2 separate regions of the Sus scrofa genome follow, and region 2 is linked to region 1. Evidence: chromatin contacts called from public Hi-C data. All regions are on one chromosome and are shown on one strand. Each heading gives the region's core, a stretch centred on a gene start, on an enhancer-like site or on the middle of the called end of the contact. The rest is flanking DNA. Distances are from core to core; before and after follow the strand shown. Region 1 overlaps ATG7 (autophagy related 7). Region 2 holds the start of VGLL4 (transcription cofactor vestigial-like protein 4).

The links. Hi-C and Micro-C count contacts between places; a contact is called where the count stands out from the background.
Region 2: a contact with region 1 is called in a Hi-C map of fetal skeletal muscle, with 2.1 times the contacts expected there. The contact joins the promoter of VGLL4 here to the enhancer-like site in region 1. A contact is called at or near these places in 7 of 47 Hi-C or Micro-C datasets (alveolar macrophages, embryonic fibroblasts, epiblast stem cells and 4 more).

The regions. Positions count from the first base shown.
Region 1 is chr13:67,522,626-67,525,325 of Sscrofa11.1, forward strand. The region is part of intron 18 of ATG7 (autophagy related 7); the gene reads left to right. Among named protein-coding and RNA genes, the nearest start is that of ATG7, 110 kb to the left of the region's middle. Within about 2 kb of position 1,431, at least 6 of the 83 cell types and tissues checked have an H3K27ac peak or open chromatin away from gene starts, as enhancers often do. A contact at or near this core is called in fetal skeletal muscle, where this site is marked.
Region 2 is chr13:67,871,772-67,874,471 of Sscrofa11.1, forward strand. VGLL4 (transcription cofactor vestigial-like protein 4) reads right to left here and starts at 1,348. Exons shown (of 7, transcript XM_021071114.1): 1 at 1,278-1,348.

The sequences.
Region 1 (2,700 bases), core at 181-2,680:
CATTTAGAGAACAGAAAGAAAGACCAATGGTAGATTTAGAGGGAGAAGTTTCCGCTCTTACTGTGTATCTGTTAGCACACATTCATTTTTCAACTGACATTTGAATGTCTGCTGTATGCCCCAGATACAAAGATGATTAAAGTAGCCACTGCCCTCAAAGAACACTGTCTAGAGAGTAAGACCTATAAACCAACATCTCCCTAACACTCTGTTAAGTTCTGCAGGCAGGGTCCATCCTCTTGGTCCGGTATCCTGTACTATTGACTTTGTGAATGGGAAAGACCAGAGAGGCCTTGCAGTGTCTTCTAGGTCAATGCTAGAGGATGAATAGGAATTTGTAGAAATTCATGGGAGAGAGGGCAAGAGGAAGGTCCCCCAGGCATGGGGGTCATGTGTTTGATAGCCAGAGGCCAGCAAACAGTGTTGATGCCATTGTCCTGTGTAGCAGTTGTGACAGAGTCTGGGTCACGTAATTCAGTTCTAATTGTCCTCTTGTCTTGGCGAGTGCCATTTTGATTTCAGCTCTTCTTGAGCTGGAGTCTGACGTACTTTTTCTAACACTTAAGGCTGCTATTTTGAATTTTATAATTCCATGTAAAACTTTCTCACCTAGCACAGGCTTAGGGGGTTTCCTAGCCTAAGGAATCCAGCAGCTGTAGCGGTTGGGGAGGGGAGGCCCCAAGGGTTGGGGGGTGCAGGAAGGCAGTCAGGGGATTTCCAGGCCCTGGCTCTCCATCCCCTGCTGGCCACAAGCAAGGTGCACCCCCCCATCCCCGTCTGCCCGCCTCCCTTTCTTCTTTTGTTAAATGAGTCAGTCGGATGAGATAAGCCCTGGCTCTCTATTGATGCTCAAAGTTACTAGCGTTTATATTTCCTTTACTTACTTTTATTTAATTCTTTATTCCACAAGCAATGCATTTTCATTGCAGAAAAATCAAAAAATATATTTAACTATAAAGAAGTAATCAACTACATTCCAGCCACTCAGATTATTGTTAGATGTGGATATCTACCCTTCTTGGCTTAAAAAAAAAAAAATCTGTATTTCATGGGTATGTGCAGATAATTGTCCTCTCTGAACATTCCTATTGTAGGTTTGAAATGAGCTTTAGAGAGAGGGGTTTATGGGGCTGCCTCAAGGATACTCTCTGCTCTGATTTGATAGGGTTTTAAATCTCAATCATTTACAAGGACTGGCTGGAGCCCAATCGGAAGAGCTCTCCAAAGCTTGTGCCAGGAATTTTTGCATACAGCTTCTCAGTGGCAAATATTGCTCAAAACTGGGCTGCAGCCAGATTTTCCTTCTCTTTTCCAAAAGGCACATAAATCTCTGATCTGGAAAATGATGAGTAACCCCCAGGTTCTCTTTTTCTATCTCATTTACCCAGGGAGAGCTCAAGTCTTCTGTTTTAATGTGTGATGGATTCCATATGTACGATTGTGTGGTGTAAACTGTTATCCCACATCTTGTCCTTAGCAACTAGTGTTTCCCCCATCTCCAGAACCGCTTGGTTCCCAAAAGAAGATGGAATATCCATCCAGAGCCAGTGTGGAGTATTTAGCTACAAGCTCTAACCTCAGAGCTCTTGGCTCTTCACCTCCTTGAAAAACCTTGGACATTTCTCCCTTTGCTTCAATTTCCTCATCCATAGAGTGGGGAAAATATTTTCTGTTTCCCAGGGAAATTGCAATGGCTGACGTGTATCCAGTTCCCCGTGACCAAGTACCAAGGCCTTTGCCCACTCCTGGGACTGATGTTGACATTAGGAATAAGAGGAAAACAAAGACCCCTGTGATCACGTTGGGTCTCCCAGGGTGTGTGGCACCCTTTCTGGGCTCACTGTTCAGAAGCAGGTATAGTGAAAGGCCTGATTGAAAGTCAAGGCTGTCTTGGCTTTGAGAAGCTGCAGAAACCTCCCATCATGGTTCATGATGACTACTACCACCAAAACCTTTTCTGGAATTCCAGAGAACTCAGCCTTACTGGTTACTTCTGACCTGTCTTCTGAGGCCACCTAATCAGTCATTAAGGTTCATGCTCCTTACTCCTGCCTCTGTCACCTGAAGTCACAAAGACATGCCTCCCTTGTCTAAACACATGCCTTTTTCCTTATAGAATCTCTTTTACCATCCAGGCTAGAAAATTTAGGGCTGTGTTCTCCTTAGATGGTTCTACTGGCTGCCTGGCCCAAGAACAGTCTTCAGGTTATTGAGAATCTGGGTTCCTTTTAATTTGGAATTACTCTCATTCACTTGTAGCCTTTTCCCCAAGCCCAACGCTTGACATAGTGGTTCTTAATTTTTTTAAGTCAACTGGTCCAGACGGATGAAAGCCTGCTCCCCTTCCCCCAAATGGAAGGCACACACAATTTTGCCGACAATTTCATGGGCTTCAAGAAGCCCCAGAAATGTACCTGCAGATCCTAGGAAGGCATCCTTGCTGAGTTTCTTTGGTACTGTTCCCACATTCTCCTGGGTGAGACTTTGGGGGATGTAGGTTGCAGCCAGCCCCAGCCCCGCAATGACCTCTCTGTTTAGCTTTAGGAAAGCAGCCCCCTTTCTCTGAGGACTTACTTTCTTCAACTGTAGTAAGTAAAGGGAGGTACATGGGCTGATCCATCACTGGGTTTTGTTACGCGACTCTGAGACTGTGTAGTCTCTTGATCAGCTACTTCGTATCTTGTGGCCCTGCTGTATACA
Region 2 (2,700 bases), core at 98-2,597, 350 kb after region 1:
GCACTCCCGGGGCGCGCAGACGCGCAGGCGCCCTCGCGCCCGCGCTCCCGCACGACCGCCCCCTCCGCACACCCACACGCACACGCGGGCAGCGCGCGCCGAGCCGGCTCCGCCGCGGACGCGAGCGCGGGAGCGAGAGGAATCCCTGGAATGAGGCGCCGCCCGCCCTCACCCGGGTTCCGCCGGGCTCAGCGGGCCCGTCAGGCCACGCCCCCGGGCCCGCCCCTCCCGCCCAGCAGGTGGGGGCCGGGTCCAGGTGAGCCTTCAGGGAGGCGGGGGTGGGGCCTCACACGCCCGACAGAGGCTCGTTTCCCCTCCCCCGCCCGCCGCGCGGCAGCTGGCTCGCACCCAGCCCGCGGGTGCCGACGCTCTCCTGCAGCCAATGTCGGCGGAGACCCTGGGCTGCGCTCGGGGAGCGCGCGGACCCAGCGCGCGTTGCCTGTACCAGCCTGTGACACATGCCAGATCCCAAAGGCCCAGGCAGCGGGGACGCACCTTTGGTGCACACGCACAAACACAGGCGAACCTCTGGTGCGCGCCAGGCACGGCCCCCCACGCACACAGTAGGCTCTCGCACCCGGGGGACACAGCACACGTGAGCACGACATCCACGGTCGAGCCAGACTCCGGACCCGCTGGGCTCGCGGCCCCTTAAGGGCCACGAAGCCGGCCAAGTGCCGGCGCGTTGGAGCCGGACCTGCAGCACCTTCGCGGCGCTCGGCTACAGACCCGCACGCGTCCCCGCCTCTTACACACACCTGTTCACAAAGCGGCCCCTGGAAGGGCGCCCTGGGGTCGATGCTCACACTCGCTCAGCCGCCGGAGCGCCGCAAACACAGGCGTCTTCCGCCTCCCTGGGCTCCACGCTCCATAGGCCACCGACCTGGGGCACTGCCTCGACCGCTTGTTACCCGCACACACCCTGCCCAGCCAGGCCGGCGGCCACACGTACCTGAAGGGACAGGTCACACTTGCTTGGGGAAGTGTGTGCTCAGGTGCCACCGCGATCAGAAGGGCCGCTGCAGTCCCAGGCACTCAGATGCCTCTCGGCTGCCTCCCATTACAGCATTTTACACTCCACACTTCACACACACACACACACACACACACACACACACACACACACACCCCAGGCGCTCGGCAGCGCCTTTCCAACCCCCTCCCTCCCTCGCCCGGAGGAGGAAGTCCTAGTAAATCAAAACAGTGTGGACGCGAGGGAACAGAGGAGAAAGGGAGACAGATCAGAGTGGAAAGAGCCCCTCCAGCCGCTCACACACCAGTGTTTGCTGTGTTTGGCAAACTCCTGGAGTCCACAACCCGGTCTGCTCCGAAGTGTGCCCGGGGAGGGGCGGAGAGGAGAAGGTGAAACATTTCTAATTGGTGCAGGTTCTTATTACAGCAGCAGCGTAGACATGTGACCACGAAAAGAAAAGCCCCGTCTTTAATTTTTCCTGTCATTCTCTAGAGATTTTGGGGTGGGAGTAGGAGGGGTGGAGGCCTGACACTGCCGGTCGGTCCCCCGCAGCCCTTGCCCCATTGTTTTCTCATACTGCCACAATTAAAAAAACATTTGCTTAACATATCCAGCCCCTAACTTCATAAAATAAATAGTCAAGCACTGGACTTCCTCTGGTTTGCTTTAAATGGCTTCATGTTGCTTGCCTTCTGGCTGTTCTCAAGCCTCAGTCACTCTTAGGAGCTCCTACTATAGGGCTTTCCCTGGCAGAAGGCTCTGCTGAGAGGGAAATGATAACAAAAACAAATACCAGCTTATATTAGTGCTGGGAGAAAATGCCTTCCCCATCTATTACCTCATCCAGTTCTATCAAGTCAAGGCCTATTATCTCATTTGATCTTAGCCGCCCTCGAGGAACAGGACAGGTACTAATAGTTCCATTTTACAGTGAGATTGGGTTTACCTAAACCACAGAGAGGCATTACCTGAACCAGCACAGCCTTCTTGCAACCCTGGGTGAACCCCCCCACCCCACCCCGAAAAGCTCTCTCCTCTGGTCCACACAGGGCCAGTGTAGACAGAACAGCCCAAGTGACAGGTTGACCCAAGCATAGGTGCTCCTGTTTTCCTGATCCCCAGATGAAAATTCACAGATGCAAGCTGGGAAGTCTCCTAGTCTCCCCTAAGATATTTTTATTTGGACTCCATTTTAGTTCATTAATAGGCTCAGACCCCCCCCCAAAAAAAAATTCCTGTGAAAGATCATAAAGGAAAGATTTCATTCTGGAAGGTTTTCATCCAGGAAGTATGACAACAGAGAAAGGGATTTGGACAGACCTGGATTTGAATCCAAACGGCACCTCTATTTGTTACGGGACTTTGGGCATGTTATCAAGCTCAGCTTTCTTGTCTGTAAAACAGAGGCAGTTTTTTCTTTGAAGAGCTGTTGCAGGGACTAAAAACCAGCCAGGCAAGATATTTGGTGAATATTCACATATTCCTCCTTCTCTCTTCCTGCCTTAAATCCAGTCTTGCTGGGCACCTTGTAAACAGACACCCAGCTTAATCCGGGAGGGATAGGAAAATGATCTAGCTAGATAATGCAAATGAATAATGATAGCAATATGAATACAACTACACATTTATAAAAATGGCTCTGGGGTTTACAAAGTGTTCCCACATATCATTATCTCATTTGATCTGTATGACAACTCTGCCATTTGTGTGCTGCTAAATGATTTCCA